2 separate regions of the Mus musculus genome follow, and region 2 is linked to region 1. A link is a contact called in public HiChIP or PLAC-seq data. All regions are on one chromosome and are shown on one strand. The core of a region is the stretch at or near the end of the contact, and the rest is flanking DNA. Distances in the headings are between cores, read along the strand shown.

Region 1 (7,391 bases), core at 184-2,683:
GGGCCAGGACCTTATGGTTCTCTGGAGCTCCTTTATTGATTAGTTGTCTTCTCAGAACCCACATTTTACCTTTTAATCAACACCTCTTACGTTGCATTATCTTTGGAAAAGGTCTTTTAAATTAATCCCAAACTTAATTTGATTTCTACACAAAATTTATTCAGGCAAATGTTCCCTGGCTCAGCACTTGGTGAATGAGGGGAGAGGGAGGAGGTAAGGCAAGAGGATGAGAGATGGGGACTAATCAGAGAATACAAAATCATTTTCTTAAATGTGAGTGGTATTTTAAGACAGTGTGGGTGCCCACAGAGCTCCCACAGAGGCCGGATTGGGCATCAGATCCACAGGAACTGGAGTTACCGGTGATTACTAGCCTCCGTGTAAGTGCGGGAATGGAGCTTGGATCTTTTAGAAGAGCAGCCAGTGATCCTGAGTCATCTCTCCAGGTTCATGGGAAGTATCTTGAAGGTCATTTGGGTACAGGAAATTGGGTTACCTTCAGTTACATTAAATGTAACCTGTCGTACATATCTGCTTGAGAAGGGTCTTAGGACCCTAGAGAGAAAAGACTACAGACAGAAACAAGAGAAGAAGGTAGGAAAAAAGAAGGGAAGAGGGAGAAAAGGGAGAGAGAAGAAGGGTTGAAAATGGAATCACAGGCAATAAGATCCATTGAGAAAGGTCTGGGAGTGGCCAAGGCTGTTAAGAATGGTGTAGAAGGTCAACTGCTTCCTGTTTTCTGTCAGACTAGAAGCCTGTCTTTGTGATCTCTCTGCCAGCACAACAATGCTCTGTTGGTTGAGTGAATAAGTTACAGAAGGGTCTACTGGCCATGTGGGATGATGCAGAGAGGACAAAAGAGCAGCCACAGAACGGCCTTTGTGTTAGTGTGGACCATATTGCTGGTGTGAACAGGGAAGGAAGCCAAAGGCAGGGCAGATTGCTCAAGATGTGGGATGCTGAACAGAGAAATCAGAGAGAGAGATAGAGAGAGAGAGAGAGAGAGAGAGAGAGAGAGAGAGAGAGAGAGAGAGAGAGAGAGAGAGTGCACATGCTCGCACATACATGTGTTTATATTTGTCTGTGTGCTGTCTTAAATACCTTGGCTCCTTGCCTGGCCTTCCCTACAGAACACCTGCTTCCTCCCCTGGCTGTCTTACTTGGCAATGCTCCTTGCCCGACATGTGGCCCCACCCAATCAGGAAGCCAAAGAGATTCATCAAGGCACCTGTTCTCCTTTCCTGGGTCTGCAGGAGGAAAGCAAAATGTCTACCCTTTCAACATTTCCTTCTGGTTTGCCTTCTAGATTCTGCCTCAGATCCAAATGAAGTGTTTGCTGAAGGGGGAGTCAGGGAAACACATTCACAGGATACCCCGCCCTCTCTGGTTGCTAGTCAGCCCGGCACGTTCAGCTGCCTGAAAGTCTGTACTTCCTGTTTGGTAACACAGCTCCTCCTTCACTGTGTCTTCACCAAGGAACTCAAGAATTTCCTTCCCCATCCACCTCACTGAAGCTTGTCAATGGGCAGTTTGACAAATCTCCTGCTTTCTTCTAGGGGATTTCCAGAGGCCTTACTTCACCCCTAGCAGCCTTCACTGCACGCCTCAGCAACACAAACTTAAGTAAGTTCTTCTTCTGTGAAACTGGGAATCTCACCCTCAGACCCGGGGAAGGATGAACTAAAACAACGTGCGTGAACATATCTAGCATAATGCCTATGGTGGTTTGAGTAGGGACAGCCCTCATAGAGTTGTGTGTTTAAGTGCTTGGCCAATAGGCACTGGCACTAGTAGGGAGTGTGGCTTTGTTAGAGTAGTTGTGGCTTTGTTGGAGGAAGTATGTCACTGTGGAGGCGGGCTTTGAGGTCTTATATGCTCAAGCTATGCCCAGTGTGGCAGTCTCCTTCTGCCTGTAGATCAAGATGTAAAACAAAGCCCCTCCAGAACCATGTCTGCCTACCTGATGTCATGTTTTCCACAATGACAGTAATAGATTAAACCTCTGAAATTGTAAGTCCAATTAAACGTCCTTTATAAGAGTTGCCATGGTCTTGGTGGCTCTTCACAGTAATAGAAACCCTAAAACAGTGTCCTTTGTTGAAAGGGCTCAAGTTTCAGCAGCTGCCTTCCTGTCTACCTACCATCCTTTGGGTGTAAAGCTAGAGGAAGAAGCTCCAAGAGAAGTTATGGTGCTGGAGTCTTCAATATACGGAAGGGAAGATCTAAGTCTCACAACAGCCTGTAGAGGGAGCCACTCAAAAAGCCCAAAGTAGCAGCTAAGGACACCTAGACTTAGAGAGGATGGTTTCCGAGTCTCCCCACCTCCAGAAGGCAAAGTTAATTTCTCGCGAACATCTTGTACTCCCACAAGCAATCATTCTCCCTCTGCTTTAGCTATTGGGGTGACTACTTGTGGTTAGCAGAGCATCTCAGATTCCTGGACTCAGCCTCCCCACCACAAAGTAACCCTGCTGCTGATACACCAGCGCGTGAGCCATGTGACCCGCGAGTGTTACTGCCAACAGTTGGCAGGCCCGGAACTTCCGGTTTGGTTCTGCGAAGCTTCATATGTCTCTGCACAGTGAGCTTAAAGAGAGTGCTTCTCTATGCCAGAGTACAGGAAGCCTGCAGACATTTCTAATGCTCAAGGGCAGCAGCTTTGCATGTTGCAGGGGACACACGTCCCACTGAGCACACCCTCCTACCTGGCTGCAGGTGGGCAAGGTGTGCCCAGAAGGGTCTGTGACCTTCTCTTTCTCCTCCAGTTTCTTCTGAGGCTCGCTGTCATTTTTAAAGTATTTTCTGGGTGGAGGCTTGGGTTTGGAGGATGTCGGCTTTCTCACCAAAATCTCAAAAGATTTCTTCAGTCTCAGTGGTGGGTGGCTCTCTCTTTCCAAGCTCTCAGGAAGGGGTGGGCTCTCCTGCTGAGGCCTGGATGGGACCCCTGGGCACGGCTCTTGCTCCTCCCCTGGGGACAGGCTGGGACTGTGTGTGCTGCCTTCCCTCTCAGAAGGCTGTGGCTCCGCACCTGCACTGCAGGGACTTCCCCCTGGTGACCCAGACATGTAGCTGCTGTCACTGCTGGATCGGACCATGATCTTCTGGGCCCTTCGATGTGGGGGCGCTGAGTGCTTCTCACGTTCTTTCTCCAAGGTAGGCCGCCCATGCCAGCTGCTCTCCAGCCTTTTGACACCTGCATGGTAAGCACAAGGAAACATTCAAACTGAGCCTCAAAAGACCAGGTGGACCACAGGCAGCACCCTGTGCATCCAACTGCTCTAGTAGAAGACTCGTAGCCTGGGTAGCCTTGGGTTCAGACTCCGATGAGTTTTCTAACGTTGAGTTAAGAGCATCATTCAACCTTTCTGAGCCTGCATGTGACAGCCACAGGGACACACCACTCATACCACACAGCATTACTATTCATGCAAGAGCTCAGTGCCCCAATTGTGGGAAGACTGGTGAGCTACCATGCCAATGTGGGAGGGATTTTAGTTTCAGGGTCTGGTGGAGGTGAGGGCAGTTTATACAGATCTACCCATTCCTGCCAACTCATTCTGACTTGAGTAGATCATGCTAGCTGCAGAGCCCCAGCACTGTCTGATCTCAGTTCCACCAAACTCTACTCCTCTATTAAACTCCCTCTATAGGAGCAGATCCCAAGGAAATCTAAATTATATCTTATGTGCTACGCGCTATCTGGGATGAGCCTAACACTCCACTTCTGCTTGTGTGAAAGGAGCTGCAGTTCTACCTGCTAAGCTCTCTTTGAAGTTCAAGAGCAAAGAAAGAAAACATTTGGAGGTGCTTTGAACCTTACACCTGAAGGGGTACCATCTTCCAACAAAAGAGGGGCAGATGCAGCCCGCCTGCCTCCCTTCCTTTCTTACTCCACACCCATGGTTTCCTGAACAGTGGCATTGGCACATCTCTAAGATGCTTTCTAGTTCTTCCTAGTGACAAATGGTCACAGGTACCCCTTTCTTGAAGCTGCAACTCAAGGCAATGGGAGCCACAGAGACCTAGTGACTTATGGATTCATTCAGTAGAACCAGGAGAGCTAAAGGGACCCTTATGAGAAAACATCAAAGTGAGTGAGACTCCAGTCCAAACACACTTTAAAGGAAAAGCTTTTGCTCTATCTTGGTCACAGAATAACACATCTTTATTTGAGAGACCTAAATCACTGAAGGAAGGCATAAAAGCTAACATCCCCCTGCATCTGATCATCTTCTCCTCTTCCACTATTAAGAACAGCGAGTGACAGTGTTGGGGATGGGAGGGATTCCCTGTCACTCCCCTGTGCTTCTGTGCATATGGGATGTGTAGAGCCCTGAGTAGGACATAGCGGAAATAAAATGGGGTCCTGCCATCTCCTCTGAATATTTTCCCACATATTTCAGCTTCCTTGACAATATCAGGTTGTCCTTGCATATGGATGTTCCAAGGTGACCTGGCTAATGCCCAAAGGCTAAGCACAGGAACCACCTAGCAAGCCAGGTCCCTGACCAGTTTTTCCATGGACTGGTAACATGACTGGCAAGGCATCTTCCAGGGCCTTGCTTATTTTGATAATATGTACATAAAAATTAGATGTGAGGATGTAGTGAAATAATACATTACATTAAGATTAATTAGTAATTACCAGTGCTTATTATTACAGAGTAGGGACTGCAAATTTGAAGCCTACTGGGGCACTATCTAGGCAAGGCCTACAGCTACCTCTGGCAGACAATGAAAGGGATGGAACTGACTGCGGAGCATCTGCCACTTTTAAATTTGCCCACGCAGGAAAAAAAAATGTGAGCCAAATTTCCCTGGCAGGCTCCTGCCTTTCAACTATCATCTAGTATCAAGCACACTTACCAAGACTGCTCTCATAGTGCTGAGGTAGAGGGCGGGTTAATGGCCAAACCCCAAGCTTTCTCAGGAGATAAAGTTTCTCAAATCAACCTTCACCACTTCCCTTACCTTCCAAGCTCCACTGGTGCCTGTCCTTCCCAAACTTGACGCCTTCCACAGCCTGAGCCACAGCTTCCTTGAGTTGCTGTTCAGAAACCTGGAAAACATCCACGACCACCTCAAGCAAGAAGCAAAGGCAGGCGCAGCAGATTCCAAAGTCTGAACCTGCTGTTGTCCATGCATGGCTTCACTTTCCACTCTGCAAGAGCTGACCAATCAGCTTCTGGAAGTGCCCTGAGCAACACCCTGTCCCCAGGGTCTTCCTGGTGTAGATCAGTGTCCATCAATAAAGGTGTCACCAGTGATCACCTTGGTTCTTCCTCCAACCTTCTTCTTACCACTGCAAAACTCCCACGGTGGCGAACAATTATTTATAACTGTAGTATCGAGGAATATGACACCCCCTTTTGTCTTCCTTATGTACTGCATGAACACAGTGCGCTGACAGAAGCAGGCGAACACCCATACACATATAGTAAAATAACAGTCAAGTGTGAGTCTAGGAATCAAGCAGAGTTATACCCCGATCCCAGTTTCTTCGTAGACTAGACACAGACTCTAAGACACACAGCTTAACCTTCTAAATCTCAATTTCTTGTTCTGTAAACTATAACAACAAAATCTTCACAGTGTAGAAAGAGTGTATTTTACAAAATAAATTAAGGGTAATGTGAGAAACAAAAGATAAAAACAATAAATAAACCTCCTAGGCAGAAGGGGCAGGTCAGAAGTTAAGAGCACACACCGCTCTTGTAAATGACAAGACTTCGGTACCCAGCAGCCATGCAGGGTGGCTCACAACTGCCTGCATTGACTCCAGGACTCCTGACCTCTGGGGCACCTGCACTCCCATGCACAGACCCATGCACAGATATATATGCACACACATCATTTTCAACAGTAAAATAAATAATAAAGAAGTAGCTAACACCAAAATTTCGAAGTATGTATTCAAGGACATAGTCAACAGACTGAAAAGACAACTCTCAGACGAGGAAAAAAATACCTATAAATCGTATATCTAGTGAAAATATAAAAATCCAGACAATAAAGGACAATAACAAAAACCAAAATTTATTTGGAAAAAAATAAGTGAAAGACTTGGGTGAACATTTCTCCAGAGAAGATATGCAGATAGTCAAGAAATGTGAAAAGATGTTCAATAGCACTTACCCTGAACAAAAATCTCAATCACAGAGAAAAATCAACTCACACCCATCAGGGTAGCTACTCACACAGACAGACAAACCGAAACAGAAAAGAATGAATCTTGGGGCTGGAGAAAGGCCTCTGTGGCTCAGAAAGATTGCTGCTCTTTCGGAAGACCAGAGGTTGGTTCCAAAACTCACACTGAACAGGTCCAGGGCATTCAGCGGCGTCTTCTGGCCTCTCCAGGGACTGCATTCACACACACACACACACACACACACACACACACACACACACACACACACACACACACACCACATAAAAATAAAATAAGTCTTGGCAAGAGCATGTTGATAAGGATGTACAGTGGTTCAGTGTCTATGGAAGACAGTAGACAGTCCTTAAATAATTAGAATAGAAATAGCAGAGGAGCCACATCTGGGCATATACACAAAAGACAAACAAATGAACAAACAAATACCAAGTGGCTCGTGCCACTTGGAAGCATGAGACACTAAAAACATGAGATTGTTTCAAGTTTGAGGTCAGTTTGAGCTATGTGGTGCCAGGGCAGTGTGAACTACAGTGTGTGAGGCATGGGTCTCAAACCAAGAACTGAAAAGGTATCTCAAAGCCGTGTGCATACCTCATGTTCTTTTTTCCACCATCACAATAGTCCAGCGTAGAAACAAGTAACTCTCCATTGAAAGCTAAGTGCTTAAAGAACCCTCAGCATATGCATACATGGGAGTATTGGCCAGCCTTAGAAAAGAGGGCGAATGGCACAGGTTGTGGCATGGATAAACCATGAGAGTGAAAGGCTAAATGTCTTAAGGCTGTAACAACAGAACAAATGAGTTATGGCTGTGCTTACAGGAGGTGTGAAGGCATAACAGAATAACAAACAAGTGATTACTAAGGCCCTGTGGAAGGAATCCTTTAATGGGTAGAGTTCAGATTCTCAAGACAAAAAACGTGGTGGTGGTGGTTGCACAACTGTGTTGGTAGCCTTCGAACCACTGAACTATACTGCTGACTGAGAGGCTGCGCTCAAGACAACTATTGAGTAGCTTCCTTCTCCTTTCAAGCCTTGGTTTCATTGTCTGTGACTTGGAGTGAGGAACAACACAATAGCCTCAGAGCTTGGCAACCCAGACTCATCAGCAGTGTGAACACACTTATAGTACAATTCCAGTCAACATCAGCTCTCACACTTGCCTGCTCCACAAAACCTGTCATCCACTTACAAGCTATGGCTCTGACTTTGAACTTTGTGCTCT
Region 2 (7,045 bases), core at 3,397-5,896, 1.0 Mb after region 1:
AAACAAAATCAAGTATGTATTCATTTTCGCATGTAAATAAAAGTGTTTTTATTATAGAGAAACACAGGGGTGGAGGGTGTTGTTGATAAATTTAAAGTTTTTGTTTGTGTGCAAATCCAAAAGTATCCACAATGAGGTGGAGATTGGGGGTGCATCTGCCAGAGGGCACATCTGGAGGTCAAAGGCCAACTACAGTGCTAGTTCTTTCCTTCCATCTTTACATGGAAACTGACGATGAAGTCTGGTCACCGGACTTCTGTGGCCTGACCCCACAGTCATATTTTTGACAGAATTTTTTAATAGCTAAACATCTAGTTATTTCAATTTCAATTTATGTAAACAACACATCTCAGAACAACAGAAATATGGATTAAAAAAATGAAACTTTAAAGAGATACTAGAGAGAGAATTGAGACGTGAAGATCCAGTTCTGCTCTTACAGAGGGTCTGAGTTCAGTTTCGGGCATACACACTCACACTAGGCAGCTCACAACCACCTGTAACTCCAGCTCCATGAGAATGCCATGCCTCTGGCCTCCAATGACACCTGCACATTCTGCACACCCTCCCCCCCAAACTGTAATAAAAATAAATACTTGAAAAGAATTTAAAGTTATCTGGGAATGAGACTACTTTAATATAAAAGCAGAGTAAAGTCATAAAAATGTAAGTGTTGCACTGACTACATATATAAGCCTGATTGTCTGAGTTTGATTCCCCAGATCCACAAAGTCATATTCTGACCTCCATAAATGTTTTATACCATGCACATATGCATGCACCAATCATCCGCAACATACATGCAATACTAACTTTTTTTAATATAAGTACTGGGCTGGAAGATGGATCAGTGGCTAGGAATGCATACTGCTCTTTTAGAGGACCTGATTTTAGATCTCAACAGCCATATCATACAACTTGACTGTAATGCCAGCTCTCAGGGGTTCAATACTCATTTCTGGACACCTCCCCACCCTCAAGAAACCAGTGTTCACTCCATGTACACACACAAACACACACACACACACACACACACTCTTACTTTTCAGATGAAATAAAAATGTAAAAGTAATAACCAAGATATTTTAAAAATTCAATGAAGTAAACAGGGGTTAGGAGAGAGGAGAAAGGAGGAAGGCCTATAAGCAAATACAAGGGAAATGAAGAGCCAGAAAAAATATTTGCAATACAGAGTAAAAGACTGCTATCCTAGACAGATAAAAGGCACAATAAAAAAGATCTTACAAGTATAAACACTGAATCATGGCCAATCTGAACTAGGACACGCTGCAGGTAGATGGTACACATCAGCTCCAGAAGTGCAAAATAGCCCACAAATAATCTCTCACATTCACCGCATATTCAAAGTACTGCATCTTAGGTTAAATCAAAATATATTTCACTGCCTTTCTCTTGTCCTAGGGCCACGAGAAAATTTTAAATTAACATGGCTCAGATTTGCAATTTGCATTCATTTCTATTGGCACAACCAGTGTAGGTTATATAAACCACAGTAAAACTGTGTCTGAATTTTATCTCATGGATCGAAAAGTCACTGAAGGACTTTGAGCCTAGGACTATCATATCTATAAACACATTCAGGGCTGGCAAGATGGCTTAAGTGGGTAAAAGTTCTTGCTGGGCAAGCCTGAGACCTGAGTTTGATCCCAAGAACCCATGTAAACATAGAAGAAACTACAAAGTTGTTCTGACCTCTACATACACACATTTCACTTCACTTTACATCATATCACATACATACACACCCACACACCCAGAGAGAGAGAGAGAGAGAGAACACACACACACACACACACACACACACACACACAAACATCTTCTAGACACTAGAGCAACCAGCACAGACTATAGGGAGCAAAACCTGAAGGAAGGGTAACAATTAGATGAGTACGATTATCATCTTCTATAAAACAAAGGAGTGGGGACATTACATTTGGAGTAAGTTTTGAAAGTGGAGCCAGCCTATCCACATTTAGAACCCTTAGAACACCTAGACTCACACTATCCTGCCTCAGTCTCTGGAGTAGCTGGGACTACAGTGGCATAAACAAGACACACACACACACACACCCTACACACTTTGATAAAAATTTTAAGAAAAAATTTGAAATGCTTATAAAGACTTTAAAATGAATGTTCATGTGCATTGACTCAGCATCGGTACCAAGACTGAATCCTAAAGAAACATGTAGTAGCTTAGGAGATACAAAATACACAGGAAGACCACAGGTATGCTTGACAAAATGTTAATTAACAATGCTTATCTGTGGAAGTACTTGTGTTCCTACACATCTTCAAAATGTGGGAGAAATCCCCAAACTCTCTGTCAGTGTGATTTGTAGTAAAATATAGAACTAAGTTTTAAAAGCAGAAGCAACTACACTATAAAAACAAAACATCTGCAAGCTACAAACATCAAAAAAATGCCCCCTAGCCAGATGTGGTGGCACACGCCTTTAATCCTATCACTGGAGACAGTTGACTGGGGGAATCTCTATGAGTTCCAGGCCAGCCTAGTCTATATAGAGAGTTCTAGGCTTTATAGTGAGACCCTATCTAAAAAAATTAAAAAGCTCCTCTCTCATGCCTTCAACAAGTTATTCAAAGCATACACACACATGCGCGCACACACACACACACACACACACACACACACACACAAAGGAGCAAAATTAAAAAATTAAAGACATTTGTCTAGAGCAAACCCTAGGACATTCTTAAACCTAAAAAATACTTCAATGTGTGGTTGACAAGTCTTGAAAAACTTAGTACACTCACATAGTCTTCTCAAAAGTGGCGGAGGGTCACGTGGGTCCTAATGTTTCCCTTAAAGGATCTGCTCTCTGACACTCTCCCTCCAACAAAGCCTGTGCCAACTAGGCAGACAAAGCTTACTCCAAGTTTCTTTTGCAAGACGGACGGTTTTAAGGCAAAGAAGACTCCTCAATAACCTGCCAGAGACTGCAGGGAGGGGAGGAGTGGTGGAGAACAGACAGGGTGGCTTCACAAAACATGGAGTTTTCTCCCACTTGCTGGTTTTGCCCTGAGAAGTACCAAAGGGTGCCAAACTTTCCACAGCCGGTTTGAAGGGATTCGGTGTAGAGATTAACAGAAATCTTAGTTCCTCATGCAAACATAGCAACTAGGAACCAGTCACAAGAACAGTGAGTCTTCCTGATTAAAGGAAGGAAGCAGAATCGTAACGTTTTCATCTCTATTTTATTACTGATTGCCTACAACTTTCTACCACGATCTACAGTATTTACTTTTCGACAGGCAACTTGGGCAACAACAGCTGCAAGAAGAAAAGTTCCCAGAGTACACTTGTTAGAAGCAAAACAAGAAACACCATCGAAACACTGGGGTGAAGGGAGGAACACAGCATTAAGAAACAATGAAATGGATGAACCACAACCATACACTATCTGTCCAAAGTTCAAAGGGCAAGGAACCTAAAGTGACACTGTTTGAAGAGATTAGTGTGTGACAAAACTAATTTTTAAAAGGCTAGAGAATGAGCAAATCCACCGAGTCTAGAATGTTTATTTACCTCAGTAAGAAACAGTAAACTGGGTTAGGCCAGATAAGAAACTCGTGAACACATACAAGTTTGAGTAATGTTCTAGTTCTGGCTCTGGAGTGAGGAGTCTGAAAGTTTATGTTTTCTCTCTTTATAGTACATTGTGTTGTGTATTCTCCCAGGACTGACCATTACTTTAAAAACTTTGTGATATAACTCATATTGTGAGTTTTGACATTAACACAGGAAAGTATGGCTGCAGTCAAAACAGCAATCAAGCCTGAAATTTTCCTATCTGTGCCTATTACCCCTCTTACATGTTTGTCTCCCCGCCCCACCCCACCCCCACCCCGAGACAGGGTTTCTCTGTGTAGCCCTGGCTGTCCTGGAACTCACTGTGTAGAACAGGCTGGAATCCGCCTGCCTCTGCCTCCCAAGTGCTGGGATTAAAGGCGTGCGCCACCACGCCCGGCTTACGTGTTTTTTAAATGTTAAAAAAAAAAAAAAAAAAAGGAAAAAGGAAAAATTAAGACAATGTCTTTTCTCCATTTAAATGTTCATGGTTTACCAAAAAATTGTCCCCGCAGGCCTGGAAATAATACATAAAACAGCAATTGCCATAAAATACTTCATAAATAATCTCAAAAGCCTACGTGGCATTTTAATTAGGAAAAGGATAAATTTCGAATATAGTTTGAAAGTGACGTTTAATTTCGGTTTTCGGAACCACTAGGTGCTGACTACCAAGCTAGTTAGCATGCACGGCTTGGAGGTGACCCCAAGGCCCCAGTTCCCACAAACGCCTGACAATTCTGGATGATGATGGCAAATCACTGAGTTCTGATAGAGTTAGATTGACTTCAGACGCCACACTCCGTGTAGCTTGTTTACGCATCCAACAGTGAGAAACTTGAAAACGCTCTCAGAGGAGCAGAGAGCTTGGAATCCCGGAGACTCCCTCTGAGCCTTCTCTAGCCTCAGCCTACCAAAGGGACGTGAGGACGCTGCCCGGCGTGCGGCAGCTGCTCCGGACTGGCCCCAGGCGCGCCCACCCCGACCCCGAGCTCAGCGCGCGCCCGGGGAGCCCGGGACCGCGCCCCACCGGGACCGCGCCCTCCGCTCGCCACTGCGAGGCCACCTGCTGCGCCGCCCGCCGCTTCCGGCTCCCAGGCCGCCCGGAGGCTGCGCCCACCGCTGCCCGCACTCCTCACCTGGCGGCGGCCCTCTCCGCCGGACGCGCTGCCGCCGCCGCCTCTCGCCGCCGCTGAGAGTGAGGACAGGTGAGGCCGCCAAACCCCCACTCGCTCCCGGCCCGCCGCCGCCGGCCCTCCGTCCGCTGTTTATTAAACTTTTCTGTTTGGCTGCTCGGCCTGTGACGCGGCCTCAAGGGAGCGCCCGCGATTGGCTCTCAACGCGCGCTGACGCGGCAGTCCCAGCCCGCTGCCTAATTATGACCGGCCCGGGCGGGGCCGCGGGCCGGAGGCGGCGTGGGGGCGGGGCCGGATCTCGGAGAGTGCTATTATTGGTCAAGGCATTTGAGGGGCGTGGCACAGAGGCGCTGCTTTTCTCTCGGCCACGCCCCTGCCTCGGCCAGGTCAGCGGGCTAGGTTAGCTTTTTGATGTTGCCTCAGGAGCAAGAGGGCTCTGGTGCAGACTTGGGGGACGGCGAGGGGATGGGGTGTCTGATGACGTAGCTCCGGGCTCTGCATCCTCCCAGGGATAGACTACCCTTGTCTAGAGCTGGTGTTCCACCTGCGTAGTTTGAGAGACGACATAGATTGAGATTCTGTTGCCCAGGCCCCTAGAAGACCAGGAGGGCCAGCCCAAAGTGCCAGGTCTGAACTCTGCCCTGTCCTGAACCACGATTTACAGAGAGCGAGACCTGAGGCGTGTGTGCTCGCTTGTGTAATACACACCTACACGCCTGGACTCGGGAAGCCCCCTGGACCTTCTCGCGGAAGCGGTAGATTCTAGTCCAGCAGCCCTGCACAGGTTGTGCGGGAGAAGTGGGGGACAGCTCTCCTGAGATTTCCCCAGCCCAAACAGGATTGCCTAGAGTCCTGTCTTTATTTGAAATTATGTTATTTTGTTAGTCTTGGGGTTGTGCCTTTTGGTGTTTTACAATGTTTATCTTTGTCACTGTGCTCTCTTTACCTATTTCCCTGAAATTTCTGCCCTATTTTTACAGTAATAGGGGCTCATGGTCACAAGGTTGAGATACGGCTAACCATGTGTGGTTTGGGCTGCTTTCTGTAATCCTGTAGAATAAGGAGGAGACAGAATAGAGGACATGGTGGAGGTCAGGTAGAATTCTTTGAAGAAAAGGTGGCATTTGAAAAATTCTTATGACTTCATGGAAAACGAAAGGAAGTGTTCCTGAAGAGGGCTTGGGAGAAACACACAATGCTCTTGTGAGGTGACAGACAAGTTTCTGGGGCAGGATATTCTAAAATAAATCACCAAAGCTAAGCCTGGCCAGCCACCGTGGCCCAGGCCTTTATACTTTCAGCATGGAGAGGCAAAGAAAAATATACCTCTGTGAGTACTAGGTCAGCCTGGTGGATATAGCAAGTTCCAGGGTGACCAGAGCTAAGTAGTGAAACCCAGGGCCAAATAAAATAAAGCTAAGCCTGCTGTTCGAAACCAGAGCAGAACAGAAGGTCCCTACCCAGGGCCTAAGGGTGTTTTTGAGGCACATTCAACCCATTCAAAATTTATATTTAAGGTTGGAGTAATGATTCAGCAGTTAAGAGCACTTACTGCTCTTGTAGTGGTCTTAGGTTGGGTTCCCAGCATCTGCGTGGTGGCTCACAACTGTCAAAACACTCATACACTTGAAAATAAATCTTTAAAGCCAGGTGTGGAGACTCACACCTTTAAACTCAATACTAGGGAGGCAGAGGCAGGTTGATCTCTGTGAGTTCAAGGCCCATCTGATCTACATAGTGAGTTTCCAGACAGGCAAGGCTATGTACAAAACCAAAACCAAAACAACAACAACAACAACAACAACAACACACACACACACACACACACACACTTAGAAACATGGGCTAAAACATCGAGAGGATTTTGCCCAAGAAGATGATCTGTAATAGGGGAGACAAGGCTATAGATAGACTGGGAACGGTTTGAGGTTCAATTATGGCAGGCCTAAAAGGTCAAAGCGAGTAGTTATTTTATTTAGTAACATATAAGAACTTCTTAGACATGAGGAGGGAAGGAAAAGGAAGGGTGGATGGATCCTGACAGCTAAAAGATGCTGCAAGTGTCAGGAATCATTTTCCAGCCTGGAATTCTTTTAGGGTTCACTAGTTTCTGGCCGTTGGGAAGGAAAATTATATGAGAAGAATGTAGAATTTCGTCTAGGGTTTAAATTGTTGCTCAGGCACTTTTTGACTTACTACATTGAGCCATCTCTAATCTTTCTATGTCCTAAGTTTAGTGAGTGATGAAAAGATTTTTCCACCTCTAGAGAGGTAATTCTAATGGAGGGCATGCAAA

What was found. HiChIP or PLAC-seq counts read pairs in DNA pulled down with a chosen protein or histone mark.
Region 2: a contact with region 1 is called in an H3K27ac HiChIP or PLAC-seq map of thymic regulatory T cells, with 5 times the contacts expected there. The contact joins the promoter of 2610206C17Rik here to the enhancer-like site in region 1. A contact is called at or near these places in 4 of 39 promoter capture datasets (cranial neural crest, liver, maxillary cranial neural crest and 1 more), 3 of 484 Hi-C or Micro-C datasets (B cells, CD4 T cells and pre-B cells) and 2 of 115 datasets of contacts at active chromatin or transcription factors (regulatory T cell precursor and thymic regulatory T cells).

What each region holds. Positions count from the first base shown.
Region 1 is chr7:83,658,093-83,665,483 of GRCm38.p6, forward strand. It overlaps Il16 (interleukin 16), which reads right to left. Exons shown (of 19, transcript NM_001360087.1): 11 at 4,972-5,059; 12 at 2,706-3,193. Among named protein-coding and RNA genes, the nearest start is that of Stard5, 30 kb to the left of the region's middle. Within about 2 kb of position 1,434, at least 149 of the 459 cell types and tissues checked have an H3K27ac peak or open chromatin away from gene starts, as enhancers often do. A contact at or near this core is called in B cells and liver, where this site is marked.
Region 2 is chr7:84,684,994-84,692,038 of GRCm38.p6, forward strand. It overlaps 2610206C17Rik (RIKEN cDNA 2610206C17 gene), which reads left to right and starts at 4,647. Exons shown (of 5, transcript NR_038175.1): 1 at 4,647-4,821. Zfand6 (zinc finger, AN1-type domain 6) reads right to left here and starts at 4,964. Exons shown (of 7, transcript NM_001360578.1): 1 at 4,753-4,964.